Linked DNA regions of Zea mays: region 2 is linked to region 1. Evidence: chromatin contacts called from public Hi-C data. All regions are on one chromosome and are shown on one strand. Each heading gives the region's core, a stretch centred on a gene start, on an enhancer-like site or on the middle of the called end of the contact. The rest is flanking DNA. Distances are from core to core; before and after follow the strand shown.

The links. A called contact is a pair of places that touch in the nucleus more often than the background predicts.
Region 2: a Hi-C map of tassel shows a contact between it and region 1, with 3 times the contacts expected there. The contact joins two enhancer-like sites. A contact is called at or near these places in 2 of 25 Hi-C or Micro-C datasets (ear and tassel).

Annotation. Positions count from the first base shown.
Region 1 is chr2:73,702,580-73,705,758 of Zm-B73-REFERENCE-NAM-5.0, reverse strand. No RefSeq gene overlaps it. Among protein-coding and RNA genes, the nearest start is that of LOC103646579, 73 kb to the right of the region's middle. Within about 2 kb of position 1,393, at least 9 of the 20 cell types and tissues checked have an H3K27ac peak or open chromatin away from gene starts, as enhancers often do. A contact at or near this core is called in ear and tassel, where this site is marked.
Region 2 is chr2:73,860,613-73,863,832 of Zm-B73-REFERENCE-NAM-5.0, reverse strand. It overlaps the pseudogene LOC111590957. Among protein-coding and RNA genes, the nearest start is that of LOC103648727, 6.5 kb to the left of the region's middle. Within about 2 kb of position 1,917, at least 15 of the 20 cell types and tissues checked have an H3K27ac peak or open chromatin away from gene starts, as enhancers often do. A contact at or near this core is called in ear and tassel, where this site is marked.

The sequences.
Region 1 (3,179 bases), core at 144-2,643:
GTCAATAAAATGAACTAAAGTCGATTATCTCATTGACAATCACTCATCACACTTAAACACCATAGACATATATCAACCACATGTTCCCATAAGCGATTCTAAATTTCCTTGCAATGCAAAGGCTAAAGCTGAAACCAGATCAGATGTAATATTTTTCATGATGTCTGCAGCTGCATAACACATAGAATTTCATGATTTACATGCTGAAAGGACCGGGCGAGGAGTTAAGGTGATATCTTTTGGATCCCTTCATTTTGAAGGAACTATAGAATCTACTTGATGGAGTAGTCTATTTAGCATAGAAGTTGATATTTCATAATTTCTAAAGTTAGGCCTATCTTAAATTCATGGGATAAAAGATTAGAATATTGATGATTCCATAGGTTCTAATGCTATTTTTTTACTGTCCAACTTATAGCACGCCCTTTGATTCGCTCAGATGCAGCAGAAGTGCGGACATAAGTATCATTTCTATATAACTAACAATAGTATACAAATATGTTTTCACTAACGGTTCTTTAATCGTGCCCACTAGTTTATTATCATTGGCGCGTGATAATCAAAACCGCATGTACAAATTAGACCCCACCGCAGGTTTATAGCTCTTTCCTACTAACGTTCTATATACAATTATATTAGCTCAAATTGATATTTTTCACATATAACTATATTAGCGTAACTGATTGTTGTGCAAATTATAATTATTAATGTAATTAAATTTCAAAGATGCAAACGGGGCCTGAGAAACTATCCACGTTTGCACTGCCTTCGCACAACCCAACATGGACCGTGGGTATCATGAGCGGAGGACATGCATGTATAGTACACGTACACGTGTGTAGCTGCAGCACGTACTTACAATGCTTTTGTTTGAGTAACTAGCTAGCTTAGTAGCATGATTAGATTTTGCACAAATTAAAGTTGTTGAAACGCCACATATATATGAGCTCAGCTTGACTTTGCGCGAGCATCCATCTATCATGTCCTTTATTTCAGGAATCAATGTCCAGTACGTGTCGTCGTCGTCGTCCTAAATGTAGTTACCTAGCTCTAAATTCTAATTTACCCCGGCAAGGAAGCTCGCTTTTGCGTCAATGATAGGGTCAATAATGCTGTGCAAATATGCTGGGGAGGAGGCATGATTCGTCCAATCTTTGCAGGGACAAAGACGGGGGTGGTTTTTTTTTTTCAAAAGGCAAAAAAGAGCGAATGAATTGAATGTGCAACAGGGCCGGGATGTGATCTTTGCAGTGTAGCATCATGATGTTCTTGTTGACGCGGTGTGGTACCTTCTGATGAAAGGCAATTGACTTGCATTCATGCATGGGGAGGCAGCCGCAGCAGGGGCGCAATGAGAAGTGAGGCCGTGAGGGTAACTTTTGTCTGGAGCTCCTTTTGTGGTACGTACGTAATGCATGCCTGTGGGGCCGGGGGCATTGTTCCCAGGTGATGACGCAGCGATGACGACGACCGGCCGGTCGAGTTGAGAGGTAAGTCAGATACATAGATACCTATTATTAGTTGGAGATGTTTCTCTAAATTTTGCTCTTTGTTTCTTTGCCATTCTAAAGACACCAGGAAAATACTCTGCGAACACATAGTTAAAATGCGCCTATATGTGTTACGATGATTATCAATGAAACGACCAGCTTTGGTTTGGTAATGAGGCTAACCATGACGTGAGTATTGGTATTTTACAACATATTTCTTGGCTTGTGAAGGGTGCAGGTGTTAAGTGTTGAGACGACCAATAACAGAGAAGGCCAAGTGAGTTGAGTTCATGCCGATAGACCGGGTGTTGACGTGGATCCGTGTGTCAATCACTAAAGAGGTGCACCGGCGGCAGTGCTCTCTAAGGTGGCGCGGACGATCCGCGATCTAGGGACGGACGGTCCGCGTCCTAGTGGCAGGAGCGGGTTTTCCGTGCGTCGAGCCGGATGGTCCGCGCCTGGTGGCCATATGGTCCGCGCGTGCGCAGGGACGATGACGTTTGCCAACAGTACCTGGATCTCGTCCCCCGGGAGGGACCCCGTCAGTTGGGGTAAGATCCTAGGCTTTGTGTTGGGGTCGACAGGCCACCCAATACACACCTAGACGACGTAGAGTCGAAGAGAGGTGAGATGAAAATTGGATGGCTACGTCACTGCTACTCTTAGGGCAAAACGTAAAGGAATTAATAAACGTGTTGATTGGTTCGATTATTGGTGCCCGCAATTGATCGTACCCCTTCATATATATAGGGGAGGTCTAGACCCGTTCCTAGGCGTTACCCAACAGAATCTGAGAGTTTAGATGTATAAATATGCACGGAAAATGGGTTAATCACTTCTGATTAGATCTAATCGTGGATCATCCGCGCATAAGGGCGGACCGTTCAGCCACAGAGCCAGACCGTCCGGCCTTTCCAGGTCGCACATATGGTGCTCAACACATGCCCCCTGTGTTTTGGAAAAGCTGAGCGAACCAAAAGTACTTGGAACAAGGCATTAGCAACCTGATGAGTAAACATTAGTTCTTTAAGCGTTTTGCCATACACTTGGATGATAACGCTTTAGGAAACAACCATTCAATGCTTTAGGTAGCTCATCACCTTGCAAAGTCTCTAGCATGTATGCATTACCAGATATTATCAGTGTGATTCTATAAGGCACTTCCTAGCTTGGGAACCACTTGCTAAACTTTCGGTCCTTGGTCCTCAATGGCTTAGCCTTCACCTTTTTGTTATAAGCTTTGGAGACTATGACCTTGTCCCTTTCGATCTTCCCTAGAGCCATCATCTCCTTTTCGGTCACCTCATCAATGTTGTCCATCATTAGATCATGATAGTCACCAATAGTTACATCATTCTACCTAGCAAATCTAACGTTTAGGCTTATCTCCACAGGCAAAACTGCTTAATGTCCATACACAAGCTAAAATGGAGACATTTTAGTAGCATTGTTGGTCACTTGTTTTCAATTGTTGTATGGAATAAAAAACAAGGCAACACAATGTTAAAAAGTAGAGACCTTTGTCCTTGAAGTGTTATCTCTTCGGGATAACTACTCAAGAATGAAGGTTGAGTGTAATCGAATGGAATGCACACAAGTATGATGAAGTAAGATACGAGAACTCATCTCATGTGCCTTAGCATTTAATTTATCTTCTCATACAACACAAGTTTATAATCATACCTTCGA
Region 2 (3,220 bases), core at 668-3,167, 160 kb before region 1:
GGTTATCATCTTATCCAACATGTTGTTTGTGTCCTCTCCTTCCTTCCAAGTGCCCTCTTTGACGAGCCTTCCCTTGGCGACTTCTGACGTCTCCCACTTTAGTTTCTACGACTTTATTCTCACAATCTTGGCTTGTTTATCCCTATGGGCTTGCATACCTTAAAATGAAAGTCCGTCACCGCAAGTTTATGTTGAGAAGACAACACACTCCCTAGATATCACATTCCAATCCAAACATGCTGGTTTATCCCCTTTCCTTGTGAGAGAAAAAAATCAATCTGACTAGAGTTTTGGATATTACTATAGGTCACTAAATGGGATTCTCTCTTCCCAAAGGAAGAGTTGGATATCAACATGTTAAAAGCTACTGCAAAGTCTATGGTTTCCTCTCTCTTCTAATTCCAACTACTATATCCAAAACCTTCATAAAACGCCTCGAAATCTGCACTTATTGTACCTACATGCCCATTGTGACCACTATGAAGTGCTTCTCACTAATATGTATAGCTCTAACCATGTCAACTAAAGTCTCGCCTAGCACTTTCGTCATGGTCTATTTGGGGGGACATATGTGCTAATTATATTCAGGACCAAATCACCCACAACAAGCTTGACTAAAATAACTATATCTATTTGCCTTCTCACATCCACCACACCGTTCTTAACTCCTACTCCATTTATATTTGTGGCTATCCCTGTATTCCAAAATTTGAAGCTAGTATTGTCCACCTCCTTCACCTTTTGGCTCTTCTATTTAGTCCCTTGAACATATAATATATTTATACACCTCCTAGTTGGTGTCTCAACTAACTTCCTTCACATACTTGTAAGCAACCTATATTTCGAATATCTAAACGAACTTTACTAGCTTCCTTACCCTTTGCACTTGCCGATGATGTGAAGACCCTTGCATATTTTTCAGTACACCAGAACGCTGACATAGTGCACCACTAAGAAAGTAGAGACACGGTCCTTACTCACTTGACATTATGCCCGGTTCAAAACAACACAACACCAAAGGCGATGTGGATCTGACCCATGCCAATTTAACACCATACTAGGGTTTTGATGTGGTTGTGTCGCTAAGAGGGTTACATGACAACATAAATCCTTCATATTTCACCTCCATTAGAATGGGGAGATTTAGATTTGGCTCACCAAACCTATTATAATGGTTCTTCTTTGTCGGGACTTGAGAATATAGACGAGATTTTTTTTAATAGCAGAGAAGTCTAAAAATACCTTTTCAATTAAGAAAGATAAGTAAAATTTATTGAATAACCAGTACAATGCACGTGCGCTGTGACAAGCCCAGTAAACCAGTGTGATGAACCATCCCCACAAAAAGATACCCATAAAAATAAATTTAATATCAAAGTGAACATATGATCCATATATCAGATATTAAACTGATAAGAACAAATATTACACTTTATCTTAGACAAAAGACCGAGCAAAGGTATAAGTTAAAAAGGAGCCTGACTTCTTTTTTATAGCTCGCTCCTTCTCTTTCTGATAACAAGATGTTACTATATGGGAGTGTTGCGCTATGTGTGGCTTTCTGTCCTGTTGAGCTCACGGCTTATAGATAACGACCCACTGGTAGGCGAGAAGCAGGGGATAGAAACGGACATACGCGCTTCGGGCGTGACGCACGATGCACATGTGTAGACCACATGTTAAATTAGAAAAAAGTATAACGATTTTTTATTAAAGAGACAATGGTGGAAACTAAAAAAGAACTTGTGTTTTATAAGAGTAGAGATAGAGATTGAATGATATGAAATGGACCTTTTCCTATCGACTCTAGACATCATTTTGTTTTTTGCTTTAGCCCGCGATAATAAGCCCAGTGGGTTTTCCCCTCTGCGTTTCTCCGTGGCCGTGGGCCAAAGCCAAAGCCAAACCCATATTATACTTCTCTGTGGAACCTCATCGAGGCGCCGCCTGCCGCGGTATAACTCGGTCACCTCGCCGGGTTCTGCTCGGTTCGTTTGTGGGGAATGGGAGGTTGAATCCACGGAGGCGGGACAACCCGGCCAAGGCGCCAACATCTTCCAAGCCTTTACAGAGGCTGGGCTGCACCGCTGGAGAGGACATTTCACACTACCACCCAGGCGAATGCTAACTTTTATTACTAATAATGTTGCAAGTATGTCGGAGTTGTTGCTCTACTTAGAGGTTACTGTGGGTTTTGTTCTTTATTGCTAATAATGTAATAGACAGCTCTCTCTTACTTGATTCATTTTTTGAAAGAAAAAAAAATACCCCCTACATTTAAAAATGAACCCACAGCTAAAATTTTAAACAATCAACTATTTTAAAGTTTAACTAGGTTTGTAGCGAATACAAACTATATCTCTGAACAGGTTTATATTATGAGAATATATGTATGGCGTGATCAGTCTACTCACGCTCATCTACTGTTACAATAATTTACGGCACTAGTATTTTCTTGTGTATATTCAGTTAATTTCAAGATCCAGTACTTTTCTTTTTCGTAATGTGAGCAATTCGCTGCTGGTACTGGGGGCGTTGCTGCTGATACGTGCCTGTCAATAGTGTGGACCAGCGCCTGTTGTGCTTTCGTTCTTGAATCAGCTCTGATATGCCCATCCTTATCCTTTCTCTGAATCTACAGGGTGGCGCGCGCGACAGACAGACAGACGCAACGCAAGACATGTTTGATGGCGCCACCAATTCTTGCCTTCCGATCCCCAACCCCTCCCTGAATAGGCAGTCGGTCTTTACATATACATATATAATCTAATATTCCTTATTAATTTTGCGTTCAATTTGTTTCCAGGACCACCAGTTTAGCCGCTGAGTCGTCGCTTTTATATATCTAGCAAAAAAAAAGGCCATCGATGTGGATTCCGCTGTGCTAGCAAGTCACACTGTCTCAGGTAAGGCTCCTATCACTTCACAGTGCGTGCAAGTTAACTTTTGCCACCGGTAGTTGTTGATCAATCACCTCGCTCGTCGACCTAGTACCAGTAGTGTCGAGTCACACTCACTTGACGATTCAGGGTTTGGTTGGCGTCCATTCTTTCGCCTTCGTCCTTGCAAGTTAATAACGTGCTGTTCCTAATCCCTGCAAGTGTTATTTTTAGGTGATTGGTCCAGCACTCACCACGCGTCTCTCTTCTTGGGGTTTGGTTGGTTGGCTCCGGCCATGTTGTTCACTTGCCTGCCTTTCTGAGCTTGAAACAGACCTAGC